Regions from separate parts of the Pan troglodytes genome. Here region 2 is linked to region 1. Evidence: chromatin contacts called from public HiChIP or PLAC-seq data. All regions are on one chromosome and are shown on one strand. Each heading gives the region's core, a stretch centred on a gene start, on an enhancer-like site or on the middle of the called end of the contact. The rest is flanking DNA. Distances are from core to core; before and after follow the strand shown. Region 1 holds the start of ABCC9 (ATP binding cassette subfamily C member 9). Region 2 holds the start of KCNJ8 (potassium inwardly rectifying channel subfamily J member 8).

Region 1 (5,243 bases), core at 2,678-5,177:
TTCTGTAAAGTTAAATGTATAGTTACCATATGACTCATCAAATCTACTGCTTAATATTTACCCAAGAGGAAAACAAAAAAAACAAAACACCTATGTTTACAAAACGGTTCACCGAAACTTCATTCATCACTGCCCAAAACTGGAAATAACCCAAACGTATACAGATAGGTGAACGAATAAACAAACTGCATATTCATACAGTGAAATTCTACTCAGCAATAAAAGGAATAAACTATTCATATATACAACAACATGGATGAATCTCAAAAATATTATGCTTACCTAAAGAAGCCAGACACAAGGGAGTATGTACTGTATGACTCCTTTTATATGACATTTGTGAACTAATCTCCAGTGATAGACTTCAGGTCACTTGTTACCCTAAGTGAGAGATAGTTAGACTGACTAGTTAAAGGCACAAGATAACTTCCTCGGGAGATAGAAATACTTTGTATCTTTTTGGGATCATGGTTATTTCAAAAGACTTTGGATTTTACATGTATCATGGATACTTTTTATTTCATGAAAATTATACTTACAATGTTGATTTAAAAATATATTGTATATACTTCTGAAAGAAACAATGATTTATATTCTTGTATTATTTAACACTTCTGGAATGTAGCTAATGAAAATTAGAGATAAAATGCAAACAAGCTGTAAGTATTTTAAAAAGGAAGGGTACCACTATTTGCAGATGAAATCATATTTCCGGAAAGTCAAGGTAACAGGGTGAAATAGCTCTGGGATTACTGAGAAGTCTTAATAAAGTGTCTGGATATAAGATAAATATACTTTTTTGGGACAAAATAAATAGTACATCCTTAATAGCAGTACAAAATATTAAAACAAAAATATGAAATTTATATGATCTTTACAAAATATGCACAGACCTCTATAAATTTAATATTGAGATAAAAGGAAGACAAATAAATGGGAAACTACATTTCTGGGTGAAGAGACAAAGCACTAAAAATATGTTCCTTATAAATTACTTCCTAGTTTTAATAAATTCCAATAAAATCCCCCAAAGAGAGGAGCTTTGAAAATTTTGAAAAGAGTGAAAAGGGGACTGGCACTGTCAGGGTTACAATATAATTTAATCTCTGATAATCAAATCAGTCTAATCATAGCAATATAATAAAAAATTGAAACAGATCAATTGAACAGAATAGGTAGCCCGGAAACAGATCTTTTTATGAACTAATTATGTGTATATGACAAAAGTGGTATTACACCACAATGCAGAAGAAAAAGATTATTCAGTAAATGGTGTTGGTGTAACAAATAAAGTATTAATGCAGATTTTCATCCCATAGTGTATGCCAAAATAAATTCCAAAATCAAATTTTTACTAAAGCCTTTAAACAAATATAAATGAAGGTAAATATTTATTAACTAAAGTGTTCTAATACATTGCAAAGGCAACAAGCAGCAAATTTGCCTACATAAAATTTCCCTTAGAAGAAAGTTCAATGAAGTGCAATAGACCCTAGAGATCTGACTCATCACTAGCTTCTATGTCTAGCACATAGTGTGTGCTCTAATAAATCTTTACAGAACACATGAAAACTTTTTTCTTACTTTTTTGAAAGGCAGCAGCACTATCATTTTTTAACAATATGACAAATTGGGAAAAATGTGTCATATATGAAGCAGGATTAGTATCCTCTTATTAAACATTTGATTAGTATACTCTTATTAAACATTTATACAAATGGTAAACTTCATTAAGACCCATGAGGTACACAAGTATGTGAACAAACTGCCACAAAAGGGGGGATACAAAGATTAATCAATATTGGGGAAATGTTGAATGTGAATAACAGAATTGAATATTATCTGTCAAGTTGAAATATTTTTTTAAAATAAAAAATAGCAATATCCAATGCTGGTTTGAGTATAAGTGTAATAGGTCATCTCATACAATTTGGGGGACTTAATACGAACTTCATAGAAGGGTGATTTTGCATTCTATGTTGACGGCCTTAAAAATATCTACCACTTTTGATCCTGTAATTATTTTTCAGATAATTTATCTTAAAACATTACTTGTTAGAAAGAAAAAAAGTTTATGAAAAAAGGTCATCATATGATCACAGATATTAGTAAAATTGGGCAAATAGATGTCAAACAACGGGAAAATGAATCTTATGGTATAGACTTTCAATGGAATAGTATATAGCCATTGAAATTATTTTAAAAATTATTCTATATTTATTTAAATTATTTACCTTTATTGTCCCATTAAACAGAGGAGGAAGCTGATACACAGAGGGTTTATGTGACTTGTTCAGTCTCTGAACTAACTAGCAGGATGTGATATAGAGCAGGCTGCCTTCCTAGTCCACACTCTTAATCAATGCACCATACCGCCTGTGTTTGTTAAAACATAAAAAAAAATGTTTTCAGTAGTTTTATGGGTGTGTGTGCACAGGTGCATCTATGGGGGGCTCCTTGATCTCCTCTGTACACTTTCACATCTTCCAAAGTTTCTACAATAAGCATGATTTTTAAACATTGTAAATGACCTTAATGAATTGTAATATTCTTTTATAATCCTCAAGTAAACTTCATTTTGTGTAGTCACACTCAGAGTTTTCATCTTGGGATTATTGGCACCCCCTATTTCCAGTTCTCTCTCCACAGATGCCCTGGAGAGCCTCTGGCCTCGCGTCCAGCTTGCTCACCCGGCCTCCCTGGGCTGCATCCATAGTACCAGGGTCCTCACTGTTGAAACGCTCTCTTATTTCCCTGCGCCGCTGCAGACAGCTCCAGGGTAAAGTTGTCAAGCGTTCAAAGGCCACAGGAACGGAGTCTTCGGACCCTCCCAGGTTTCGGCCCCATGTGGCCTCGCAGATTCCTAGCGGCCGCGGATTCAAGTCCCAGCCGCTGACGCAGGCCAGGCACTCACCCGGAAACGCAGCGACCTTCCCAAGAGTGGGGCGCCCGCGGAGAAATCCCCTGGGACTGGCAGGGCTGGAGTCGGCCTGCGTCGCACAGGCCAGGAGGCCACCGGTGTTTAGGATTCAGATCTGGGGACCAGCGCCAGCAGACCGCAGTCCTGCAGCGGCGCCCCTTGAGGACGGCACGCGGAGCCTCAGGGGCAGCAGTCCGCCCGGCTGACCATCCTTTATTAAAATAGGACAGTTCCTGAAAACAATGCTTATCTCAAGCTGAGTCAAAACTGGCTCTTGAGAAAATCCGGTGTTAATTAAAGAGGGTTGTCGGGGACAAAATTCACGGCTTGTGTTTTGCGGGGGAGTGGTTGTGGGGTGATCTTAATATAAACACGTTATCTCGAGAGTTAATTATGTCTCTGGTTGGAAATAGGAGAAGAGGGTGACTGTTTACGCAGTCCATGGGAACCAGCGTCTCACTTTCGGGGACCGTGGGCAAGGGTCGCCCTTCGATAGCGCGGCGGCTGGTCCACCAGAGAAACCAAGTTTTCTAGGTCGCCGGGGAAAAGCGGAAAATTAGACTTGAGCCAGCCTTGCTCCTGTGAGACATTCGTGCACTCATAACCCAGCAGTGGGTGCCTCTACCTAGAATGAGCCCTTCATTTCCCGGATCCGTTCAGGGGGAAGCAGCGAAATCCCCAAATCCGCTTCCTTACGTGGCTAATAAAGGGGGGCTTACAGAGCATAGAAAAACAAAACAAAGAAACAAGAATACCTTGAGTGTTTTGACGTTTGAAAACCCGACTCCGGAGAATCATGGAATCATATTCCAAGTTTCAGTGTCTAATGAAGTTTAGGGGACGCCTATTACTTGGGGTTGTAAAATCGCGGCGTCGCGCGCGCCCCAAGTCAAAGCTGAGCAGAGCAGGGATGGGGAGGGTCTGCGGCCCCAGGCGCGGCGCGCGGGGCTTCTGCCCAGTTTCCTGCCTCACAGCCGCGGTGTCCGCCCCGGCCCAGAGCAGTTTGAGCAATTTAGAAACTCGATAGGAGGCAGCAGCTGGTCTCCCACCACCCTAAAAATAATCCGCTCCGGCGCACTGCGTGCTTCGCTTAGGGGAGGAAAACTGTCATCGGAGTAAGTGAATCCGTGTCTTTTACATGAATGCCATTTAAACATTTTTAGGAATAACTGTAAGTTGTCGATTTTGAGCTAACATTTCTGCTATCCAAAAACGCCCTCGCACTCTCTCGCACTCTCTCGGCACTTAGCTTTCGCGATCGCTATTTCTAGAATTAAGGGACGAGGCCCGGCTCGAGAAGTGAAGGGGTGGGGATCAGGTTTCCAGTTTTACTTCAAAACTGCCGTCTCCTACTCAAATCAACTGGAAACAGTGAAAGGAGTTATTATTAGGAGTTATTATTACCGCCTTTCTTGTAGACAATTCTTGTATGTTCAAGAAGTAGTTTTCTATCTGCTTAATTTTTGTTACTCTTTGCTTTTTTTTAGGAGTTCTGCGTCCGGGTTTGAAATTTACATCTTAAGACAGTGTAGGAAGTCGGTGTTTTGAAGGTAGCTCAAGTGCACCGGCAGGGGTTTGAAGCAGCGTGAAGCTATTGCCCAAGGTATTTATTTTTTGCTTTATTTGTTCAGTTTGGGATTTTAAAAAAAAATCTCATTGCAGTATCTAAGGAATACCTACTGAGTAATTTCAACATTTCTTTTGGTGTGGGATGGTACTTCACAGCCACTGAAGAGTAAATGGGTGGATTCAGATCAGGCACTAAGTCAGAAGTCAGTGGTCATTTTTGCCAGTGATTTTCCCACTTGGATCTGTCATAGTTATAGCCATGGTAGCTAGCTAACTAGCTATACATCTTCTAGTTTTTATTTCATGAACTAGGGACTGAATAACTTCAAAGAAGTGATTACAGCATTTGTTTTTGCAAGTGACATCCATCCTGAAAATGCTCTAGATGATGATAAAGCCCTAAGTTCTTTAAAATGTCCTGCTTCTCTTTCATAACAGAATTTGGTTAATCTCTAAACGATTAAAGAATGAATCCTTTTATATGTAAGAATGAAAACTTTTATTTAAATTTAGCATGTTTTCTCCATGTGTTTCCAGCATTTTAAACTCTCTGCAATTGCTATTCGATCAGAACTAACGCTTTCTGCTAAGTGAACAGGAAGGAAGACAAGTTTTCACTTGCTTTACTTGTAGTCTGGAAAAGGACAGGGCTGGCCAAAATAAATGGTGTACCTTATATGCCTCAGCACTTAAATGTGTTTTTAGAATTAAATCAGATAACTACTGCTCGTGTCTTGCAGAGGAACCAACAGAC
Region 2 (5,358 bases), core at 2,790-5,289, 170 kb after region 1:
CTTTCCCAAGTTGATCATACAGTTGATTCTTTATTCAAATGTCACTGTTTTAAAGAGGTCTTTTTTGAACCCTATCTAAAACTGTCATCTCTGGCCCTAGTTACTTTTGATCCTTATCTCAATTTATTTTCTTTATATATTTTACCACTATTAATAATTATGTAATGTATTACTTGTTTGCTAACAGCTTTCTCCCCAAGAATGCCTTGGAGCAGGGATGTTGTTTTGCTCACCTAGATGCAAATCAAAGGGTAGTTATTGTTTTGAGTGCCTCCTTTCCTGACCTTTCTGATTCACACCTGTGAGCTTGCTAAAGTATGAGGAGCTGAGCTTGCAAAGAAGAAATGGGGTGACCTTATTTAAAACAGAGTGATGCTTTTCTGCACATAAATAGATACATATCTCAAAAAGAAATGTTCTCCGAATTCAGTGGAACAAATAACTGAGAAGAGTTATACTGTCATTCCCATTCCATGATGACTCCAAAAAAGTAAGTTTATAACATGCTGTTTTGATTACTAGTTTATGTAACAATTTTATTAAGTTGATTCCAAAGCAATATGTTCCAAAGTGGTTTATATGAGGACACTAGTAAAGCAGCATACTAAGCAAATAGACCAACCATTATTTGGTCAGCTAACATGACTCGTTTCCATTGCCATTTTGAAGACCCTCCAAATTTTTAAGTCTAATATGGCTCAGGAAATCCAAGAGTTTGAAGTCTACAAGTCATGTCAAAGGCAAAGTCAACAACTGCAAGAATTTCACCCTTGCTCTCAAGGGTACTTTCAGAAACTTCACTGATTTGCATTTAGTAATCAAAGCAGCAGACAATTAGGAAAAGCATCAACCTAATATTTTCTCTACTTGTCTGAAGGCACTTGACAAGCTTTGTTTCTTAAGAGAATGAGAATGTCAGAAACCCAAAGAAAATGCTCATAGGGTCTAAAAGGAACCTGGCAGATGCTGACTTACAACTGAACCAATATCTTTTAATTGCTTTTTAATTGCATAAATTTCTGCAACATGAGTAAATTCTAACAGGATTCCTGCATACTCAAGAAAATTATAATAGTAAATAAAATTAGCTGTGTTCTAAACTTATTACTGATCTCCTCTGGTAGTGTGCAAATTAGTTTTCACTCCTGAAAGAACAATTAAGGAAATTATTGAACAGTTAAGAAAATATACCTAACTTTTAGTGGACAACAGCATATAGTGATTGAATAAGCAGATGAATAAAATAAGCCCTAAGTAGTAAATGTGCTCTTGAAAATTAATTGATTTTTTTTTGCCAATTTCTCAGCCAGAGGCAAATTTAAATGTTCACTGTTTGGACCATAATATGAGGGAGAGCTAGAGGTCAGTCAATAATAAATATTTATTGAGCAGCTACTATGTGTCCAGAAAGACTTTTGGGGGATAGAGGTATATGTCAGTTAAGCTTAAAATCAAGTTGTAAAGAGAAACTTAGCTAGCAAATGCCAGACAAGTTTAAGTATTGCTGACTTAGAGCAATTAGGGAAGTTAGGGAAGTTGCTAAAGAAGGGAGAAATGGATAATTTTGCAGGAGTGTCCAATTTTTTGGCTTCCCTGGGCCATATTGGAAGAAGAATTGTCTTGGGTCACACATAATGTACAATAACACTAACGATAGCTGATAAGCTAAAAATCACAAAAAAACTCATAATTTTAAGAAAGTTTACGAATTTGTGTTGGGCAGCATTCAAAGCTCTCCTGGGTTGCATGCAGCTCGCGGGCCACGTGTTGGACAAGCTTGATTTAAAGGTAGAGCAATATAGTAAAGAGAAAAGTGAGAATAAGAAAATTTTTGCAGACAGCTATAGAAACAGACTGCAAAGTGAATTCCAAAAGTTCACATTTCCTATGTGGGTTCTGAGAAATAGTTGCAAAACCATGAAGGGTAGAGAGAGATGAGAGAGAAAATGCAAGAGAGAGAAATACCATGTTTTGAACACTATTCCTACTTCTTTTCATTTGACAAGTATTTATTGAGTACCTATTCTTGGGATCTCGGAACAATTTGAGACCCTGGGTGTGTGGTGATAATAAACAATGTGCTCTCATGCAGCTTCCACTTAGGGCAGAAAAACTAGTTGAAGGACAAAGACATACACTGCTTAAGGAAACAATGTAGAAAGGGAATACAAAGAAAAATATATATCTGTAATATTCTTATAGCACACATTCTTTACCATTTAAAAATGATTACTATTTGTTCTTAGGCCTACTATTGTCAAACATTTACTTATTAATTTCTTCAAATTTGATCTTTATTATGTGCCGATTTTGAATCAATCAAGTTAAATTACTAATAAAAATATGACATTCTGTTATGAAAGCAAGTCAAAACAATTTAAAATTGCGTATTTGGAAGAATACATCTCACTGAAAAAAAAAAGAGTCTGAAATATGTATTATACCAAAAGAACGGAATTTTCAGAGAATTCAGATATGGATTTTTTTTTGTTGCAAATCTTCTCATAAATTCTCCACAGTACTTCAGCTCTTCTCATTCCAATTTTCTTACTATTTTTCTGTTACTATGATAAACATCACAGTCACCTCTGACTTTTCCCTTTTCCAATATTGACTCTGTATAACATTCCTTTTGTATGTATTTGTATAGTGCCCACTGATGCTACCTATTAGCCCAAGACCTCATTCCTTCTCGAATTAATGTAACAGTTTCCAGCACCCTCTTCTGCCAGTTACAGAATTTTGGAGCCCAGAGGGACTATACTCAAGAAATGCAACCCTTAAAGCCATTATATTCTCTGCTTCTGGATCAATCCTCTTAAAACAGGCTCTTATTGTGTAGTTTTCTGATCCAAATCTTTCCATGGCTTACCACTACATACTGAGGACTCCTCAGCTTCTTTTGTTGAGCATTTAAGGCTGTCTATGCATTTTTTAAGGCCCCAATATGCTTTTTCAACTTTGTATTTTTCATTCATTGATTCAAAAATATTTTTTGAGCCCATTTATAATTTAAATGGTGCTAGGGCCTTGCTACAAAGATGAACAAGTCACAGCCTTGCCCTCTAGCAGTCCCCAGTTTAAGGGAGGGGGTACAGGAGTGGTGGGAATGGGAGTGACGAGTACATGAAAATCTCATTAAGTATTGAGAGTAGGTGGTAACAGTGCCTGCTCAGGGAGCACTGAACTCAAGTGTCCAATCCTGCTGTGTAGCCAACTTGGCTTAATCAGTGCTGACGTGGGCTGTCTTTTCTCTGCTTTTCTGTATACCCTAAATATATCTAGGCTTACAAAGCCTAGATCAGATGCCAAATAATCCATGGATTTTTCCTTAGTCTCCTACTCTTAAATATCTCTCATTTGAATTCCCATGGCATTTTAAAATTTCCTTTCCTATTCTAATCACATCCCTGCTTGTATTAGAGAATCTCTCTCTTACTACAACTGCCTCTTAAAAGCAACAACTATGACATATATTTATATATCACTAGACATATAAACCTAAAAAAAGCTTACAAAGGTGTTCAGTAAATGTTCCCCAGGCTAAAATAATGAATAATAATGTGTACAAAGTCAAAGGTAAAATAGAACAATGGCGGGAATTGACTATACAAACTGATTCTTCACACACTTGTAAAACTATTATACTACATAAATTACTGCAAAAATTAATGACAGTAGAAAAGAGGACTACCACTAACAAACCAGGATCCTGGGCTTACAGGGGTTAAGGAGATCTAACCACAAGGAGAAAAAAAAAGTTCTAAATTTGCCTTCATTAAAGACTAATTTTAGGTCTTTGGCTAATTAAATGAATACATTGTTTATGCTCCATACACTTTCGGCCCGAGTCTTGGAAAATACGTGAAACTTCCAAGAATTAAAGTTTCCATTAACGCAAGTGCCAAAATCAGGAGGCTTGACCTGTGGGAAAAAGCACATTTGTCTTCGCTGGCTCCTTTTCAAAAAGCTATAGATGTTTATTGTATAACCTTTTTTGTGCGCAAATGCTGTTTTATCATTCAGACCCATCTAGACAGAGGAAGAAGCTGCAACATTTCAGAAAGCAACCAATTACTGAGGACCGAATGACCTGGCCTTATCAGCGCTGAAGTGTTAACGGCCGTCCCTGTTTGGGGTAAAATTTCTTCATTGGGAGCCAGTCAGTGGTTCTTTTTTTCTTTCTTTTCCTTAAGGGGCCGGGGGTGGTGGGGGGCAGTCGCTGTTTTGAGGTGTGTGTGTGTTTAATTCCCTGAGAACTGGCTTTGGCTGGTGAAGAAATAGTTTACTATAGTGGGTTTCAGAACATCTTCCACCTGTATCTCTCCTAGCAGGTGTAAATTTAATGTAAATAATTGTGTGTGCCCACAGCTTGAACGCTTTGGAAGAATATTTTCTGACCTCTCTGCTTTTATTCAGTCCGAAGTAGCCCAGTTATCATGAAGTAGCCCAGTTATCTACCTAGATTACAAAATAAAATTAAAATTAAATCTCCTTACGTCAGTGAACTTGGACTCAGAAAGTTCTCTCCCCTGAGCAGAGAGCCTTTTAAAGACTTGTGTGTCACGCTGGCGGCAGGGGGTCGCGGCTACTGGAAAGGAGCTGGCTCTGCAGGTCCCGCCCTCCCCCGGGTCGTCCCTCCCTCTGGCCTGCTCCCTACCTCCCGGGGACTTGCGCTCGCCCCCTCCCCGCCCGCCCCCTACTCCGCGACAACGTCGGCTTCCGAGGTCTGGCGTGCGTCAAAGCCCTAACTGGGAGGCTGATTTGTGGAGCATCGCCCCCCCCCCGCCCCCCCAGTTCCTCCTCCTTCCACTGAAGTGGCCAAGGGAGTTGAGCTGAGCAGGGGGAGGGGAAGATCTACACCCATCCCCCTTCCTCTAGCCCTCCCTGCGTTTAGATTCAGTTGCACCTTTTATTATTTTAACTCTTCTCCTTAGGACACGCAGCCCCCAATTTGTCCCTCCGGCCTGGGCGGCCCCTGGTCCCGCGCGCCAGCATGGGAGAGCGAGGGACCTGCCCGCGGCCCGCCGGCGTGTGCAAGGAGGTCCAGCCGCCGCGCCCGCTACCCGGAGTCTGTAAGTTTCAAAGCTGCTCCGGGGGAGGGGAGGGGGGAGGCTGTCCGTGTTCCCGTAAATGATTTAAAATGCAAAACACCGCAGAGGCTTGCAGTGATGGATGGACTTTTCGGGGCACACTCCCTACTGCAACCCGCAGGCTGTTGTCTTGGGTTTTTTCCCCCCCGCACCTTGTATATTTGATTCCTTCGTTGTAAAAAAAAAAAAAAAAAAAAAAAAAAAAAAAAAAAAGTTTTCAATTTATATTATGATTTCCACAGGAACCTTTTTAACTCTTTTTAGA

The links. HiChIP or PLAC-seq counts read pairs in DNA pulled down with a chosen protein or histone mark.
Region 2: a contact with region 1 is called in an H3K4me3 HiChIP or PLAC-seq map of stem cell-derived excitatory neurons, with 5 times the contacts expected there. The contact joins the promoter of KCNJ8 here to the promoter of ABCC9 in region 1. A contact is called at or near these places in 1 of 7 Hi-C or Micro-C datasets (stem cell-derived neural progenitor cells) and 1 of 1 datasets of contacts at active chromatin or transcription factors (stem cell-derived excitatory neurons).

The regions. Positions count from the first base shown.
Region 1 is chr10:73,581,661-73,586,903 of NHGRI_mPanTro3-v2.0_pri, forward strand. ABCC9 (ATP binding cassette subfamily C member 9) reads left to right here and starts at 3,928. Exons shown (of 39, transcript XM_063785876.1): 1 at 3,928-4,035; 2 at 4,408-4,523. It overlaps LOC134807487 (a long non-coding RNA gene), which reads right to left and starts at 3,189. Exons shown (of 3, transcript XR_010148071.1): 1 at 2,235-3,189; 2 at 283-381.
Region 2 is chr10:73,746,559-73,751,916 of NHGRI_mPanTro3-v2.0_pri, forward strand. KCNJ8 (potassium inwardly rectifying channel subfamily J member 8) reads left to right here and starts at 4,040. Exons shown (of 4, transcript XM_009425751.5): 1 at 4,040-4,138; 2 at 4,938-5,075.